2 separate regions of the Gossypium hirsutum genome follow, and region 1 is linked to region 2. A link is a contact called in public Hi-C data. All regions are on one chromosome and are shown on one strand. Each heading gives the region's core, a stretch centred on a gene start, on an enhancer-like site or on the middle of the called end of the contact. The rest is flanking DNA. Distances are from core to core; before and after follow the strand shown.

Region 1 (4,684 bases), core at 111-2,610, 450 kb before region 2:
TGAGAATTTAATTCGCCACATGGCCTAAGCACACGGGCGTGTGCTGTTACATTATGGACTCTTTGGTACACCCATAATTAGTTAGTGTATGAGGGTACACACTAGGGAGTGGGAAAATTGGCGGTCTTCATTCGCAGTTACTGTGTGGAACTAGCAATTGTATTATAGACTCTTTGGTATACCAATAATAAGTTAGTGTATGAGGGTACACATTAGGGAGTGGGGGAATTAGTGGTCTTCATTCGCGGTTACTGTGTAGAACTAGCAGCTTTGACTACTATTTCTCTTCGTTCGAACTTGAGTGCTCTCGTTAAATGGTCTCTTTCACTTTCTAACATGGTTAAGGTAAATGCGGATGTGAGTTTTGTCTTTGCACAAAGGAAATCATGTTCAGAAGTTATTATTTAGGATGAATTGGGCCAAATTTTAAGAGCATGCAACCAATTTACATGTTCTGTGTGGTCGGCGTTTGCTGCTGAAGCACTGGTAGTTGTTCACGGTCTTCGATTTGCTTATGAGATAGGTTTCCATTCAATAGTTTAGAAGGGGATTTTAAAGTTACCATTGAGAAATTAGTTGATACGGTAGAGGATCTATTGGAGATTAGTGCATTAACCTGGGAAGCCAAGGAGCTTTCAAAAGCACTCTATACTTGTCACTTTTAGTTTGTGGGTAGATATGGGAATAGGGTCACGCATGCAATGGCTCGTGATAGGTTACGGAGAGGCGAGGATCAGTTTTGGGTGGAGGAAGCTCTTGATTCAGTTGTTCTGCTGCTAATGAAGATCGTCGCCTCGTAGACCTCCCTTAATTTTTACAGGGCGTCTGTCCTTTGGGGCTTCTTCTTCAACGTTTGCCCTATGTTTGGCTATTTGGTTTTCCAATAAAGTGACCGATTTTTCATAAAAAAAATAGATGCTAAATACTAGAAATGTTTAAAATGTTTTGTAAACTGTGAATTAGAATTACTTTAAAGTAATATAGATTCATATGAAATGTATATTTATATACTGAAAAATAAATTGAAAGATTGAATTTGTTATTAGGCCAATAATTAAAGCCCATGTTAGACTTCAATTACTGAGTTAACGAAATTAATGGAAGAGTGGTTAAAATATTTAATTTAAAAAAAATTGTGATTAAATTGAAAAGAATAATAGTTGGGTGCTAAAAACATAACCAAGTGTACAATTATGTGACTTTTCTTGCAATTACTCCAAGTCTAAATGGGTGGAATATTCTAAACCCAGCAAAGCCGAAGAGAGGCAGGCAATCCATTGTCACAAAGGCCATTAAAGGCCGGGTTTCTTAGCCCACATATAAGACATGGATGGATCGGTTTTTCCCTCCCCCAAGTCCAAAATCCAACACTAGGAGGAAAAGAAAAAAAAGGTTAATCTTTCTTACGGAAGACATCAATAAAGGTTTTTAAGCAACAATGAAGCTTTTAGAAGTGAGATTATTATTATAATTATTATCCAAACAGAGGACAGCAAGAACACGCTATCTCTCAGATTATTCCAGGCAATCTTGCACCACCGCCTTGAAGGAAGACCAGTTAAGCCAAGAGTGAGATATTATTATTTACATAAATACTGAATTAATATATTTTATGTATAAATATGAGGAATACCGATGGGTCTGTTCGCATCAATGCTATGCCCAAAGTGAACGACTGACTGGGAATTTTCTGCAATTCAGGACTTGATAATTTCCTTTGGGTAATTTCAAATTTGATAAAAGAAATTCCATTGAAGAAGTAAACCTGGGGAGTGAAGAAGGCTCCAGATTACGGCCGTGCTTGTATTGCGCTGATTGGCTGCTTCGTTACTGGCATTTGATTTTCCGTAATAAAATGGAATCGCCTGCCGATTCTTCCCCGATTAGGCCCCGTGATCGAGTCGTACGGGTATGTTCATTGTTCTTTTTTTTTCCCTCTGATTATTCAATTAGGTGAAAATGTGAAAATGTTGAAGTTTTATTTTATTTTATTATTCTTTGTTTTTTTTTTCTAATTATACCTTGTGGATTTGTTAATATTGGATTGAATTGCTGAAAAGAACTATTGATTTTGTAATCAGAGGTTAGCTGCTTTAGGGATTCCAATGGAGTACCTTGAGAAGCGTTATGAGGGGATAATTGATTTTGTTAATGGTAATGGATTATTGTTGCCACAGATAGTTTCCGCACTCTTACCTACAGATGAAGATGTGGCTGAGTCAATACAAGATGCTAGTTTAAGGTCTAAGAAATGGATGTGCCTAAGTATGAAAAATCAATTTCGTGAGAGTATGGTTTGGTTGCAGTGGCTGATGTTTCAGGGTGAACCGACAAACACTTTGAAAAACCTAGAGGACTCGAGTGTTGAACAACGCGGTGTTTGTGGTGCAGTTTGGGGATCAAATGACATTGCATATAGCTGCCGGACATGTGAGCATGATCCAACTTGTGCTATTTGTGTTCCCTGTTTCCAGAATGGGAATCACAAGGATCATGACTATACGATTATCTATACCGGTGGCGGTTGCTGTGATTGTGGGGATGAAACGGCATGGAAACAGGAGGGGTTCTGCACGAAGCATAAAGGTTCTGAACAGATTCGACCACTCGATGATAACTTAGCAAACTCTGTTGGTCCAGTGCTTGATGCACTCTTTATTTGTTGGAAAAACAAGCTATTGGCAGCAGAATGTATATTTCAGGAGAATATGAGAGCAACTGACTGTGGTGCCAAGCAGAGGAAGGCTGCAAATGAGCTTACTTATGTGGTTGTTGAGATGCTTATAGAATTTTGCAAGTGTAGTGACAGTTTGCTTAGTTTTGTAGCTAGGAGTGTAATTTCTCTAGATGGTTTATTGAATATTCTGGTTAGAGCAGAGAGGTTCTTTGGTGATGGTGTCGTGAAGAAGCTCCATGAACTGCTGCTGAAATTGCTGGCAGAGCCTATCTTCAAAAATGAATTTTCTAAAGCATTTTTAGGTTACTACCCAACTGTTATACATGAAGCCATAAAAGAGGGAAGTGACAGCATTTTCAATAAGAAATACCCACTGATCTCAACTTTCTCTGTACAAATATTCACAGTGCCAACACTAACTCCTCGTCTTGTGAAGGAGATGAACCTATTGGACATGCTACTGAAATGCTTGGAAAACATTTTTCTTTCTTGCGCTCGAGAAGATGGTCGTTTGCTGGTAATTTCTATTATTCTTGATTCCTTTTGTGTACTAGGCCAAAATTACTTGAGGACAAATGATTTGGGCATTGAAAAGAGAATAGAGCCTGAGATTTGCTCACATTGTATGTCCATTTGGTTATAGGAATGAAAACAATAACTCCTGAAAGCAGTTATTGAAAAATTTATTTTACTAGTAATGCGTTAGAAGTTTTACAGTCTATGTAAGTCTTTTTGTTTTGTTCTTTTGCAGGCTGCTAAGTGGGGAAGTTTGTATGATACCACTAACCGTGTAATTGAAGACATCCGGGTTGTTATGAGCCATGATGTAGTCTCCAGATATGCAATCCATGAACAGAAGGACTTCTTAAGAGCTTGGCTAAAGCTTTTGACTTTTGTGCAAGGGATGAACCCTATTAAGAGGGAAACTGGCCTCCATATTGAAGAAGAAAATGAGGCTATGCATTTGCTTTTTGTTTTAAGCCATTCTATTGCCAATATTCACTCCCTTCTGGTAGATGGTGCATTTTCTGTTGCCACAAATGAAGGGGCAAGCTGTCTTCCTTACGTTTATATGCAAGATGTGGATGATGGAGATAGCATAAGACATGCAAAAGTAGGAAGGCTCTCCCAAGAGAGTTCTGTTTGTAGTGTAACAGGAAGGAGTGTTTCAAAGGCTACTGAAATAGGATCTGATTCCATATATCATTCAATTCCCTCCACTGTCATCTGGTTAATACAGGAGTGCTTGAGGGCTTTGGAGACTTGGTTGGAAGTTGATGGCGGGACCCCTGCTGCTCTTCAGAGTTTATCTTCTCCAAATAGTAGTGGCATTTCTGATAGCAATTTTTTGGCAATAAAGAAAACCTTGTACAACATTAAGAAAGGCAAATATTTTGGGAAGCTAACTGGTTCAAGTGAAAATCAGAGCTCACAATGTTCTTCACCTGTATATAGTGGAAATCGAGCAAGTGATGAAATGGAGATTGCTAAAAATATAGGCTCTGAGAGTACAAGCTCTTCAGCTGAAATTGATCCTGTTGCATGCGATTATATGGGTTTGGATGTCAGTGCCATGGAGACAGACAGTGGCATAGGAGTAGCGACTCTACATGTTTTGAGTTTAAGCGAATGGCCAGATATCATTTATGATGTTAGTTCACAAGAGATATCTGTTCACGTTCCATTATATCGATTATTTTCCTTGCTTTTGCAGAAGGCATTGAGAATGTCTTATGGTGAATCTATAATGCCAAAAATAACAAATGCTTGTTTGACAAGTTCATTATCAGCACATGTAGATTTCTTTTGCCACATCCTTAAGGGCTGCAATCCTTTGGGGTTCTCTGCCTCTGTTATGGAGCACCCTTTACGGATTAGGGTATTTTGTGCTCAAGTTATTGCTGGAATGTGGCGGAAGAATGGGGATGCTGCCCTAGTATCTTGCGAGTGGTACCGCTCTGTTCGCTGGTAGGTTAAATTGTGCTTTATTTGTGAGTTGTAACTAGT
Region 2 (4,266 bases), core at 638-3,137:
CCCCGAGCTAAATAGATTAAACTATTACGAGCTCAAAAACATAAAAGTAATTAAAAGCGGTTCCAAAATCACATGCCATGCATAATACCAAGCTTGGCCGAATGTCCAACTCAAAAAAATGGTGATTTTTTCCTTTCCAAATTCGGTGCTAATGCCTTTGGAAGATGACAACTTCATTTTGTTTAATTTTGTTTTAGTTTAATATATTTAATTACCATTTTACTCTTAGTACATCATCTAACAACTAACACAACATCGTCCATAAATGTCCACTACCTATATGCATGGTATATTTATCATTTAGGTCCCTTAACTTACATTTCAAAAATCTTTTAACCCACTTAACTAATGAAAATTAACTTTTGCAGTTTTTATGACTTAGTCCTTTTTAATTAATTAACTATCTAAACATTAAAATTTCTTAATCAAATTTTAATATGACCCTAATAACACTCCATAAATATTTAATAAAATATTTACGGGCTTAGTTTATAAAAATGAGGTCTTGATACTTTCTTTTCTAAAACCACTTGACTTTAAGGATTTATCACTTGAACCTAATTATTCGTTCAAATAACATAAATTATCATTATAAAAAATTATTAAAATACTATTTTTGACTTATAAATATAAATTTACGAATTCACTCATGACTCCGAAACTATTATTTCTAGCTCCATTAAAAAATAACTACTGATTATTAATTTAACTAAAAATTATAAAAATTATAAAACAAATAATAATTTATAACATTTCATGACAAGTCGAATAGCGGATTATTTTATTTTAGTTTTTAAATTTTTATCTGTTCATAGCCGTTTGTTTTATTTTCGATATTATCACCAATTGAACCGTCCATTTTCAATTCAAACACAGCATTGATTAAGACATGTGGGATTAAAACGGCAGTTTTAGGGGGTCGTTTCCATCTTAGTGTGGGACCCTGCCACGTCCAGACCAGAGTGTGGAACGAGCGTGCACCCATGTTTTCTTAGTCTCCGGCATGAGCGGGTCCCACATGTCACGTGGAGGGTAGCATAATGGCCACGTATGATAAGAACGGTGACTGCTATAGAATCTCCTCTAATCTCCTCTCCACCAATCACAGACATCGTACCACGTGCGCTTTAGACCCCACCTACAACCTATGACTTCTTTCACATTTTTCCTAAAATATAAAAAAGACTTCATTCACATTTCTTTATGTAATATATAATTTTAGATAAGATATGAGCATATAATATAAAATAAATATTATAAATACCAGAGTCAAGTGAAAAAATTAATACAATAAATATATTAAAAGCTCCTGAAAAAAAATCTTATGAAAAATTTCAAATATTTATGGTTTTTATTAATTTTATAGAGTTTTATATAAAAATAAAAATATTTTTATATTCAATTCACCATGAAATGAGTTAAATTAGAAACTTAAATATATGGATAATAGTAATACATGAGAAATAATATCAACATATTTCCCATAGCTTTATGAGTTAATTTCTTTAGATGTCCTTAACCTATGGTTTTCATTTTATGTATGTCCTCAAATTTCGAAACGTTTGAATTAAATTTTTAAAGTGTTAATATTATATCAATTCTGTATGTCATTCTAGCTGTTAAGAATATCACGATCAGAACACAAAAATTTAATTTTAAAAATATGTAACTTAAATTTAATATATGTTAAGTTTTAATGAAACTATTTTTTTAGTTACACCATACAGGCCAGCTGACTCGAAGACTTATACTTTGATGACCTAATTAAAATTTTCAAATGTTTTAAAAAAAATTTAAAATCTGAACAACAATTGAAGGATCTATGATGCAATTAACATTTTTAGCATTATTTAATTATAATATCCAATTTTCACCCGCATGCTTTTATAAATTGAACAATTTTGGCCCTCTCTTTGATCTCTATTCTCAAGCTGATTCTTCCTTGTTCGGTAGCTCTCTTCCTAGCTACTTTCTTTTTTTTTATTTCTTTGCTTCATTTTCTATCTGCTGGCTTTTCACCTTTGTTTCTTTCTGCTAGTTTCTTCTCCATCTCTCTTTCTCTATATATTTCCAACTCTTCGAGCTTTACCTACAAGTCTAGGCAGTAGAATAAGAGATTTATTTAGAACTTTTATATAGTAATTTGTCTGATTAATGGGTGACTCTTCTGCTTCATATATCAACTTGGTAAGTAACAGTAAATCTTCTAGATTTCTATGTTGTAGTATACTTTCCCTTTTAAGTTATCGTTGTTGGTAGTAAATAGTCATTATCATCTATATATTTAAATATATAGGTTTATAAGTTGATGTATATGCAGGTGCAGCATCTTATAGAAGAGTGTTTGATATTCAACATGAGCAAAGAAGAGTGCATGGAAGCTTTGTCTAAGCATGCAAACATTAAACCAGTCATAACTTCAACAGGTTCAGCTGAGTGATTTTTTTCTTTATATGTAAAAGGTTGAGGGTCTTTTATGACTTCAGTTTTAGAGTATGATGTGTATGATTTTGGTTGCAGTTTGGGATGAATTGGAAAAAGAAAACAAAGAGTTCTTTGAGGCATACATAAAGGGCAGAGATCAGAGAGCAACTGAAATAGAGAAAAGGCAAAGGATTCAGAAGAAGCTTAATACTTTCTCGAGTACTCAATAGAAAATTTTTATACTAGATTTTTGAGCTCTGAATCTAGATTATCATCATTTGAATAACCCAAAGACATGAAACGACGTCGTGTGAATTGATACACTAGTTGGGAAGCGTGACGGTATGTGGCATTGTGAGAGCAGTAATGGGCAAGGGGGTTGCATGAGTTGATGGCACGTTGCATAAACGTGGCACCGCCCTCTTTGTTTCTTTTGTAATTGTGTCGCTTATTTACACGTTTAACGACAATCTAAGCTATGAGTGCATGTTTTGCTAGCTTTAACAATTGAAAGTTAAAAAGGGCTCTGGGGACCATGTTCAAAGGAGACGATGTTGTGTCAATTCTCAAGAGTCCCATGTTTTTAGTGTTTTTTTAGCAAAGAATTTCGAGCGAGAGATCACTTCTCTTTTTATTTGTGTTTATGTTCATTTGTATATTATCACTGGCATTGTAATCCAATATAATAAATTACTTTAATAATTTTTATAAAAAGATAATTACGTTATGAAATAAATAATAAAGTGGGTAAAGAAAAAAAATAGAAGAGCAAAAAAGAATTTATTTTATTTATCAAATAGGATATTTATAATTTTTTTGAAAGTTTATTTTTATAGATATAAAAAATATATATGATACAAAATTTTACTTTTAATAAAAATTTATCTTGATTTTGATAAATATATACTTCATAATAAAATATTCATAACTCTCTTTCAATGTTCATCGGTAAATAAGTATTTTTTCTCTCATGACAACATCACATAATATCTAATATTCTATGTATTCAATCTTAAATACTAGATTTTTAAATGATCACTTGAACAGATTTGATAAACGTTTATATTATCATTATTCTGAAAGTCATGAGTGAGGAAGAATTTTTGGAGAAATATATTTTGATCACTTCAGGAGTTTCAACAACAATAATAATAAATTTTAATCATGATCATTCTATAATAATACATATATTCAAATCAATTCATATATATATACTCACATAATTGTACTGAACAATCTCTCAAGATTTTTTGTATACTTTTAGCATTTTAAATTTTTCAAAGATTTTAATATAAATTTCCATTGTATAGTGATTCATATAAAAGTCTATAACAACAATGATTAGTTGCATGTCAAATCTTCCATGAACCGCCAAACTAATAAAATATATAAAGGTTATTGGATCACCACAAAAGAATATATTTCCTAATCAATGCAAGACTTAGTGAAAAACTTCATATTTCTTATTTCGTTTTTGTAAAATTACTCATTTGTACTTCACTTGCTTTATACCTTTAGACATTTGGATTGCTGGTTTAAAAACTTCTTGAATTTAATACTAGGTGAATTATGTCTTTTCATTTTGGTCAATCTATCCCATGTTTATATTTCTCAACAAATTTATTCAAGATCCTCATTTTCTTACATTATTTCAACAATAATATTGATTACAAAACTGTTGTCGACAACTTTTATTACCAGAGTTCCATATTTTCTCATACTAACATATGACTTATCGAGATATCTTTTTTTTTTCACATTTTCATATTCACGTACCTTGTTAGCTCGATTAATCAATCTGAAATAGCCAAGAAAGGGGTGAATTGGCTTTTAAAAAGTTAT

What was found. A called contact is a pair of places that touch in the nucleus more often than the background predicts.
Region 1: a contact with region 2 is called in a Hi-C map of leaf, with 4 times the contacts expected there. The contact joins the promoter of LOC107893857 here to the promoter of LOC107946986 in region 2. A contact is called at or near these places in 2 of 34 Hi-C or Micro-C datasets (both in leaf).

Annotation. Positions count from the first base shown.
Region 1 is chrA13:64,922,772-64,927,455 of Gossypium_hirsutum_v2.1, reverse strand. LOC107893857 (E3 ubiquitin-protein ligase PRT6) reads left to right here and starts at 1,360. Exons shown (of 18, transcript XM_016818984.2): 1 at 1,360-1,569; 2 at 1,702-1,909; 3 at 2,082-3,194; 4 at 3,429-4,645. The coding sequence starts at 1,856.
Region 2 is chrA13:64,473,222-64,477,487 of Gossypium_hirsutum_v2.1, reverse strand. LOC107946986 reads left to right here and starts at 1,887. Exons shown (of 3, transcript XM_016881506.2): 1 at 1,887-2,187; 2 at 2,321-2,426; 3 at 2,521-3,058. The coding sequence starts at 2,155. The coding sequence ends at 2,654.